3 separate regions of the Sus scrofa genome follow, and regions 1 and 3 are each linked to region 2. The links are chromatin contacts, called in public HiChIP or PLAC-seq and promoter capture Hi-C maps. All regions are on one chromosome and are shown on one strand. The core of a region is the stretch at or near the end of the contact, and the rest is flanking DNA. Distances in the headings are between cores, read along the strand shown.

Region 1 (2,700 bases), core at 91-2,590, 1.1 Mb after region 2:
AATTTCAGCGAGCTCTCTCTGTGCCTCCTGACACCACAGCAAGGCCAGTGTAATGAGACTTCTTTTCACAAGCAACTGAGGACCTCCAGAAATAGATGCTGCACAATCTCCACCAATGACATTTTGAAAAGTAAAGGCGGAAGCAAAGGTGAAAGCCAAAAATAAGATTTTTGGATATAATGGTCAATCTGGGGTTAGAATAAAAGATGACTTTCAGTTCAATGACCCTTTTGCAGATTACTTCCATTGGAATTTGTGGGAACTCAAATCTGGCAACAACTTTTGTACTGGAGCAGTAGTTGAGGGTGAGTGCTGCCCACCATAGCTGTTAACCAAAGGTCTTTGCAGCCATCAGCCACTGCATCCACTGGATGGTGAGCCCTGAAGAAACTCAGGATGGAAACAGAATGCCAGCCATCAAACCATCAGACACTGTAGCCACCAACTCCCACCTGTTCCTCCCCCCCCCCCAGTGTACCCTCAAGAGACTCCGGATGAGAAAGCACAGGACACTGGCCCTAGATAGCTGAGGTGCATATCAAAGGAATGATTTCAGTGAACCCTGACTCTTGCATTTCCCATACATGGAAAAGCACTAAATCCCTTAACCAGAAATAATCTTTTGATGTTCATACTATCTGGTCTTGGTTGCAAAAACTCCTATATATCCTGACTCCTCTCTTACCTCTTTGGAGCAGTCCTTAGAGTTATCAGATAGGCTGTGTCCTGGGCTTAAGACCTGAGTGTTGTCCGCATAATAAAGCATGATTCTCATCTTTTAGGTTGTGCTCCCCCCACCCCCAGTCAATAGTAGGGAGCATTTATTCCTCCTGAACACAGTCTTCAAAAGTGGCATCTTTTCAGTTTAAAAAAGATAACACATTATCATGATAGTTGCTGAGGCTGCGGATAAAAGCACAGAGAAAGCAGTGTGAAACACTTATACAAACCACTATTCTTAGTTCTAAGTCATATGGAAACAAGTTCTGGCAAATTTAGGCTAGAAAGGATTTTATTGGAAGCTTTTGGGAAGTTGACAGAATTATAACGACGGCGGGAGGAACAAGTGCCACGGAGGGTAAGAGACTCTAGGCGGCTGGAACCAGCATCAAGGTTCTAGAAAGCGCCCCACCACCAGTTTTGGAATCTGGACAGCAGGAATACGCTGTCACCAGAGACGGGCCACTTCTCCAGTAAATCACCTCCTTCCGGTGGTGAGGTGAAAGCGACTAGCTGTCAATCATCGCCGGGGACGGACCTCACGCCACCACTCTGCAGCCTTCCGCCGCGGGCTTTAGGACCCTGTAGTCGGAAGGAGGCTTGGCGGAAGGACTTCTAGAGGTCGTCGCGCACACATGACATAAGCAGCCCGCGCCTGCAGAGGTGAGGGCGCCAGGCCCGCGGAGAAGCACGTTGCCCGCCTGCTTCAGTTCTCAAGCACTATGGCGGCCCCCGTCCAGCAGCCTCTTCAGCCTGGTGGCGGGAAGCGCAAGGGCAAGGCTCAGTACCTGCAGGCCAAGCGGGCTCGGCGCTGCGAAGGCGGCGGGCCCCGGCAGTTGGAGCCGGGGCTACAGGGCATTCTCATCACCTGCAACATGAATGAGCGCAAGTGTGTGGAGGAGGCCTACAGTCTGCTCAACGAATACGGCGACGACATGTACGGGCCAGAAAAGGTACCGGCTCGGGGAAGAGCAGGCGGACCAAGCGGCCTTTCAGGGAGGAGGAAAGGGTGGCAGGCCAGCTCCTGTATACGCATGCGCGAGTTTAGCCGCACCCGTAGCGATGAGGGGGCGTGGTTTGCCTCTGTTCCCCTAGGAGCCCCAGGGTGCCTCGGTTCCCCACCTCTACCCGGTCCTGTGCTTCAAATTCTAGCGCTTTGGGCGTTTCCCGCCTCTTCGTTAATCACGATGGTGGCTCCAATTTATAGATTGCTTTTTGCGGTTCAGACTTTGTTTCTGAAGACCTTTCAGAAACGTGTACGTCTCGCGGTAACCTCGTGAAGTATTGCTCACGAGGACACAGGTTCATGTAGGTTAGGTTCTAGGTGGTTCAAGTTCTCAAGGGCACAAACTTCATTCGTCCTTACGGTTTCTGCTATCTTACTACCGTTTAAACATTGCGACTGTTCTAATGTGTTAGTCTTCAGCAATAACATCTCTGAAATAGTGGTTTTAGTACTAGTCTAATAGTTGCTTCTCAAATAGATATAAAAATACATTTCAAAAAGTAAAAACTTTTGTAACAGTACCGTCTAAAATCTAATTGTCCCATCACAGTTTGGAAATAATATTATTGGCGTAGGATTTGGACCCATGCACACATGCACACCCCAAGGAATTAAACGGGAGGGGGTTAAAATTCAGAGGATTGTCATTTACTAGCTCAGTTGGATGGGCTTGTCATTTAATTCTGCTGAGCTAGATAAAAAAGAGAATAATGATAGGACTTTGAAAGATTGGCTAAAAGGTTGCTTATGGACACAAAATAACATCCTGGTATGCAACAAAAGCTCCATAAATGTGTAAAATTACCATTAGTGCCTGATTGGCAACCATGTTAGTGGGGCAGAGAACTGGGCAATAAGTGTATGTCTTGTCTGTACTGATACCTTGAGCAAGGTCTCAAACTTTTTCTGTACTGGATACCACAGTAGAACAGGAGTAAGGATTTTTAACTTCATAACTATTTGGTTTAATCTCA
Region 2 (2,700 bases), core at 54-2,553:
CGTTTCCACTGAGCCACGATGGGAACTGAGTATTTTTTTCCTACTGGAAAGTGGAGATGGATGGAATGGAGGAGGAGCTTTGGAGATCTTTGCCCAGTCTAACTGGGTTTTCCTCTAATCACTGGTTTGTCTAGGGGTGTTAGGAAGGGTAAGACAATTGTAGACTAAATTAGGGCTATTTGTACAATTCATAGTTTATCTACTTAAACATTAAGTGCAGAGAAACTCCATTCCCTGGTCTTTTGCACCTCCTTCTATCAGGTTCCTAGGTTACCTTGCAAACCCAGGTAATTTTGGCATTTGGGACTGGACAATTCTTTGCCGTGGATGGCTTTAGGCACTGTAGGATGTTCAGGTGCAGAACTCCCCCACAAGTTGTTACAACCAAAAATGTCTCTAGATATTGCCAACTGTCTCCTAGGAACAAAGGCGGCTTTGCTGAGATTTTTCAATCTGAGAACAAGACCCCCCCCCCATAACTACCGTTCCACACATATAACACTGACACTTAGAGGAGATTTCCCCAGACAACAGCTATGCTTCACTCCGGCTTGGCTTGAATGAGCTTAAGCTCTTGAGGGCAGGCCAAGAACCCCTCCTGGATAAACTCTGACAAGAGATCAAGAAAAGCAGGAGACCACAGTAACAACTTCCAGGCACTGCGAAAAACGCTACAAAGACATTAGCTCATTTCTTCCTTAGGATCATACTCATAAGCCCATTGGAAAAGGTGATGCTCCGTGATACGCCAAGAAGCATACGCCGAGGCTGACGGGTAGGGACGGGGGGCCGAGGCTGACAGGTAGGTCTACGCCGGCCTCCTGCGTCCGAGGTCTGGCGGTCGCCTTCTCCAGCAAAGTGCACTAATGACCTTCAAAGGTCTCCCACGCCCAGTCGCTGCACCTCGGCTCTCAAACCCTCTCCCTCTCTTTCGGTTTTCCGGCATTGGGTCTCCGGTACTCAGACCACGAGCTGTCCTTCGGCCGCCCGACCCACCCAGCCTGCAGACCACTTGGCCGGCAGGGTTCAGCTGAAGGGCAGAACAGAGCCCAAGGCACCGGGACCCCAAACCAGGCACCTCCTGTCCGTATGACCTTGCTAACAAACTGCTCTCCCAACCCTGCCCCAAGCCCGCCGGCTGTGCTCACCGAGAAGGATCCGGCTCTGGTTATAAGCTTCATGGCTTAAGATTGCTCGGACCCGCGGTCACAACCGCCTTACAGGAGAGCAAGATGGTGGCGGAGGGCGGGAATGGCCCAACTCTCCCCGCGACACTCTTTCCCACGCCTACTGAGGGGCCTCTCTACACGACCCGCCTGCGCTCTACTGCTCCCCGGAGGAGGTTGGACCAGTCCAATTCCTCCAAGACGCAGGCTAGGGAGACACATAATTTCGTAAGGAAATATTCAGAAGGCAATTTAAATGACCACTTTTAGATTTCTCTTCCTGGCGCGGATATCCACTCTGTAGTCCTTTTCTACGTCTAGGACAGCCCATCCAGCACCCCCGCCACTTTGGATTCTCCCGATCTGGACTGTCCAATGAAAGAGCCCCTGCCCGGGGCTTTCCCCCCCGCGGCGACTGAGTTCCAGGACTTCCCACTGCCTGGTGGCCGTGGCCTTGGGAGCGGGTCTCCGTGGCTGCCCTGCAGCAAAGGCTTGGACGTAGAAACCTGGTGTGATCGCCTCTCGCTTGAAGTCCTCGCTAGATCATTAGCTCCATGAGAGCAGAGGCCTTACCCAGAGAATTCGCTGTTCTTACTTCCAGATCAGGTCCGGGGAGACTGAAATTTAGGAAATCCTCACAACTAAGGTCTCTACTCTCATGGAATTTATATTCTAGACTGGGATTACGTAGAAAATAAAAACTGAGCTATAGTTTTGTCTTAGATTAAAAATTTTGAATAGTAGTGGTGCGCTCGCGCGAGAGACTGGAACTGAAGGTTGCTTATTGGGAGTCGTGTGACTGGGGGGAAGCGAATTCAGTGCTTTCTTCAACGAGTAGTAACTTAGCCGTTGCCTGTGCCAGACACTATTCTAAAGAATAAGGCATGATCCCTGCCCTTCAGGGACTTAACAGTCTGGTACCCTGCCACTTTGCGTGGTTGGGAAACCAACATCAATATCATTTAGGAGTTTGTTTGAAATGCAGAATCTAGGTTCCATATAGAATCAAAATCTGCACCTTTGCAAGATCCCAAGTTGATTCATATGTGCATTAAAATTTCATAAGGGCTGGTACTGTAGATGTTACAAAGCATACACAAACTTAGGTCTTCTTTGGCTTGTGGGTGAATTGCTCCGCCTTATCTAACAGGAGATACCAGGCGACTTCTAATACCCGGTGGTGAAAATGTGATACACTTACACAGTGATGCATGTGATGATTTTAAGTTGGTACATAAATGAACATTGTTCTATTTTAATAGTTGTATATTTATTTTGAATATTATGGCAAGTAGTGCTGGTAATGAGTTTCTTCTTTTATGACATCAGTGAGTCTTAGAAACAATGCTAAATGTAAAAGCATTAAGTAACTATATTCAGTGTGATGCCTATTTTCTAGAGTTCACAAACAACAAAAACTAACCAGTACAGTAGGTGAACATGTAAATGAAATAAAACCAGAAAAAGGAAAAAAATCTTAATGATTAGTTGAAAAATAACTGGGTAACAAAACACGAACTGTTTGTTCTGAAAA
Region 3 (2,718 bases), core at 1-2,500, 1.0 Mb after region 2:
GCCAGCCACATCTGTGAGGTACACAGCAGCTCACCACAATGCCAGATCCTTTAACCCACTGAGCAAGGCCAGGGATGGAACCTGTGTCCCCATGGATCCTAGTCCATTCGTTAACCGCTGAGCCAAGACGGGAACTCCCACAAGTTTTTAAAAATGTTTTCACAGCATTAGTTCCCTTCTAATATACTGTATAACTTATTTATCATATCTATTATTTATCTTCTTTCTCCACCAGCAAGGTAGTGGAGATATTTATTTACTCACTGATGTACCTCAAGTGCCTAGGGCAGTGACCAGTACATGATAGACAAAAGAAATCTGATGACTGAAGGGATGGACCACATATATTTAGCTCTCAATAAATGACAGGGATGATCATCAGCCTTATTATTCCCCTGCTGGAACGTAAACTGCACAAGGGCAGGGAATTTTGTGCTTTTGTGCACTGAGATCTCCCCCGACCCTAGAACAATTCCTGGAACAGAAAAGACTTCAATAAATGTTCGTTGAATGAGCGTTCTTCGCGTGTGCCAGACACGACACCCGTTTTAAACTGCCAACGTCAGCGGGATGGTATTAGGATCTGGGAGCTCCAAACCGCCTCGGGCCGCCCCCTCGGGCTCCCCGTTGCTCACCTTGGCCTCGGGCTGCTGTCTCTCCTCAAGATCCCACCGGGCTCTCATCGCCTCAGCCGCCCCGACCAGCTGGTTCGCGACGCGCCTCCTCTTCTTGCCCCTCTTGGGGGCCCTCCCAGTCCTCTCCCTCTCTGGCTCCATGAAGCTGTGAAGAAAGATCGGTTAGAGCTGAGAAAACCCCGACGCCCCGCCAGTCCGGGCGGCTCCTGCGTGGGGAGCGGCACGGGCTGCGGCAGCCTCCAACCTTCCTCAGATCCTCTCAATTCAGTTTACAGAGCGCTCCCCGCCCGCCGCGCAAAGCGAGGGCGCCAACGGTCTTCCCGGTTTGGCGGCGCAGCGAACTCCGCGGCCCCCAAGCCAAACGGTTTTACTGAGGACGCCGGAGGCCGCGTTCGAAACGGTTCCACAACGCCGCGAACGGCGCCTCTGACCGTTGGAAAAGAGGGGGGTGGGGCTCTGCCTAGCGGCTTCCCCACCAAAAACCACTCCCCACCCCCCTGACCCCCGAAGCCGCTGAACAGCAGCCCTGCGGAGAGCGCACACCGCCGCAGTCGCCGCCTCAGCTTCAGCCAGAGCCGCCGCCTCAGCCGCGCGGGGCTTTTGAATGGACCGGAAGTGGGGGGCAGAGCGACTTCCGGCCGTTGGGCTGCGGCGAGTAGGGAGCTTCGGAAATGGCAACCAAGAAGCTAGCGAGGTATGCGAGGGGCTTCTGCGCGGCCTGGGGCGGGGGGTGTCGCTCCTGGTCCGGCACTGGCGTCCGCGCCAGGGTCCGCAGTGTCAGCCTCCATTCTCTGCAGGTCGGGCGTCTCCGACCTGCTCTCTTCCCGGCTCCGGGCCGAAAGGTTCCCTCCTCTCGAGCTTCAGGCCACCCTCTGCACGAGGGTGGAAGGACCAGGGCTCTCTGTGTGCCCTTGAGTCAGCGTTTGCTTGTTCTAGGCCTCGGGAAACGATTAAGAACGGCCCTCCGGTTCCAAGATCATAGGCAGCCCCACCACACCCGTCAAACTGTTCTCCCTGCCACTAACTAGTGATCTGTTTAGTTCATAATGTAGATCATTTAGGCTTTTTTACTGCTTCTTGGACATGGTGTTCACCTTTCCGTTTCATGGAAGCAGTGCAGTGCATTAGTGGATAGGCATTACACTGCTATCTGAAATAGTTTCAGAGTTGGATGATCTTGGGTTCACATTGGGCAAATTGCTGAATTTGTTTTCTTACCCTTTAAATATAGGTAGCAAAAGTGACTGCCTTATACAGTTGTTGAGGATGAAATGAGTTCACCACCTGTGTTCAGCGCCTACTCTGTAGTAACCAATCAATAGATGTCAGCTGTTCACCACTCAAAAAACTCCAACAGGAGCTGTCTGCCTAGTTAAACTCTGCCTACTCAGCAAAGTAGTTTGTCTCACAGCACTTAAGACCTTAGTAAGCTTGTAAGCAGCTAGGGTACAGGTTCCCTGGAGAAAGAACCAGGTATGGCTTTCTTGACCTAACAGAAGCCATTTTTGACCTGGCCACAGTGCTTGTTCTTAAACAGGTCTCAGTAATTGATGATCTTAAGGGAACAAAAGAATGCAGAAACAAATGACTATTATCAGGCAAGAGAAATAGCAATAGCAAAAATAATATGTCAGTTGTAAAGCCTCCTAGTTCTTTTTCAGTGGTAAAGATCAGCCCAAAGCCCTCAACCACCAGATCAACTGGAACCTAAGGGATGATGATTTTTTTCTGACCCTCTTGACTTTAATCATCTAAAGCTTAGATTCTCCACCATCTAAGCCTCTTTATGAATATGCATGTACCCTTAGTTTAAAACTTCCCCAGTTTTGCTATTTTGAGAAAGATCCCTAGTGCCCTTACTTGCTGCAAGTAATTCTTCCTGTTCCCACTCTTTACCTTGGTTTTGTCTTTTGGCTGAACACCCACCCAGTTTTCAGGTAACAAGTTCATCCCTTTCTGTGGACTTAGCATACAACTTTAAGGATCCTTTATCATATATTACCTTATGGCAGTTTGCCATGGATATCTAGTTTTTTTCGAGATATTTTAAGCTCCCAGAAGGCTGGACCTGCCCTGTCTTCTC

Evidence for each region. Promoter capture Hi-C pulls out the DNA fragments that hold promoters and counts their contacts. HiChIP or PLAC-seq counts read pairs in DNA pulled down with a chosen protein or histone mark.
Region 1: a contact with region 2 is called in an H3K27ac HiChIP or PLAC-seq map of alveolar macrophages. The contact joins the promoter of THUMPD1 here to the promoter of LOC100524613 in region 2. A contact is called at or near these places in 1 of 5 promoter capture datasets (liver) and 1 of 2 datasets of contacts at active chromatin or transcription factors (alveolar macrophages).
Region 3: a contact with region 2 is called in a promoter capture Hi-C map of fetal liver, with 7 times the contacts expected there. The contact joins the promoter of REXO5 here to the promoter of LOC100524613 in region 2. A contact is called at or near these places in 1 of 5 promoter capture datasets (fetal liver), 3 of 47 Hi-C or Micro-C datasets (embryonic fibroblasts, heart right ventricle and skeletal muscle) and 2 of 2 datasets of contacts at active chromatin or transcription factors (alveolar macrophages and skeletal muscle).

The regions. Positions count from the first base shown.
Region 1 is chr3:25,284,678-25,287,377 of Sscrofa11.1, forward strand. It overlaps THUMPD1 (THUMP domain containing 1), which reads left to right and starts at 1,341. Exons shown (of 5, transcript NM_001244282.1): 1 at 1,341-1,673. The coding sequence starts at 1,443.
Region 2 is chr3:24,227,528-24,230,227 of Sscrofa11.1, forward strand. LOC100524613 (cytochrome b-c1 complex subunit 2, mitochondrial) reads right to left here and starts at 1,304. Exons shown (of 14, transcript XR_002342381.1): 1 at 1,149-1,304.
Region 3 is chr3:25,237,756-25,240,473 of Sscrofa11.1, forward strand. It overlaps REXO5 (putative RNA exonuclease NEF-sp), which reads right to left and starts at 1,251. Exons shown (of 20, transcript XM_021086509.1): 1 at 1,179-1,251; 2 at 636-780. The coding sequence starts at 776. It overlaps ERI2 (ERI1 exoribonuclease 2), which reads left to right and starts at 1,143. Exons shown (of 10, transcript XR_002342391.1): 1 at 1,143-1,329.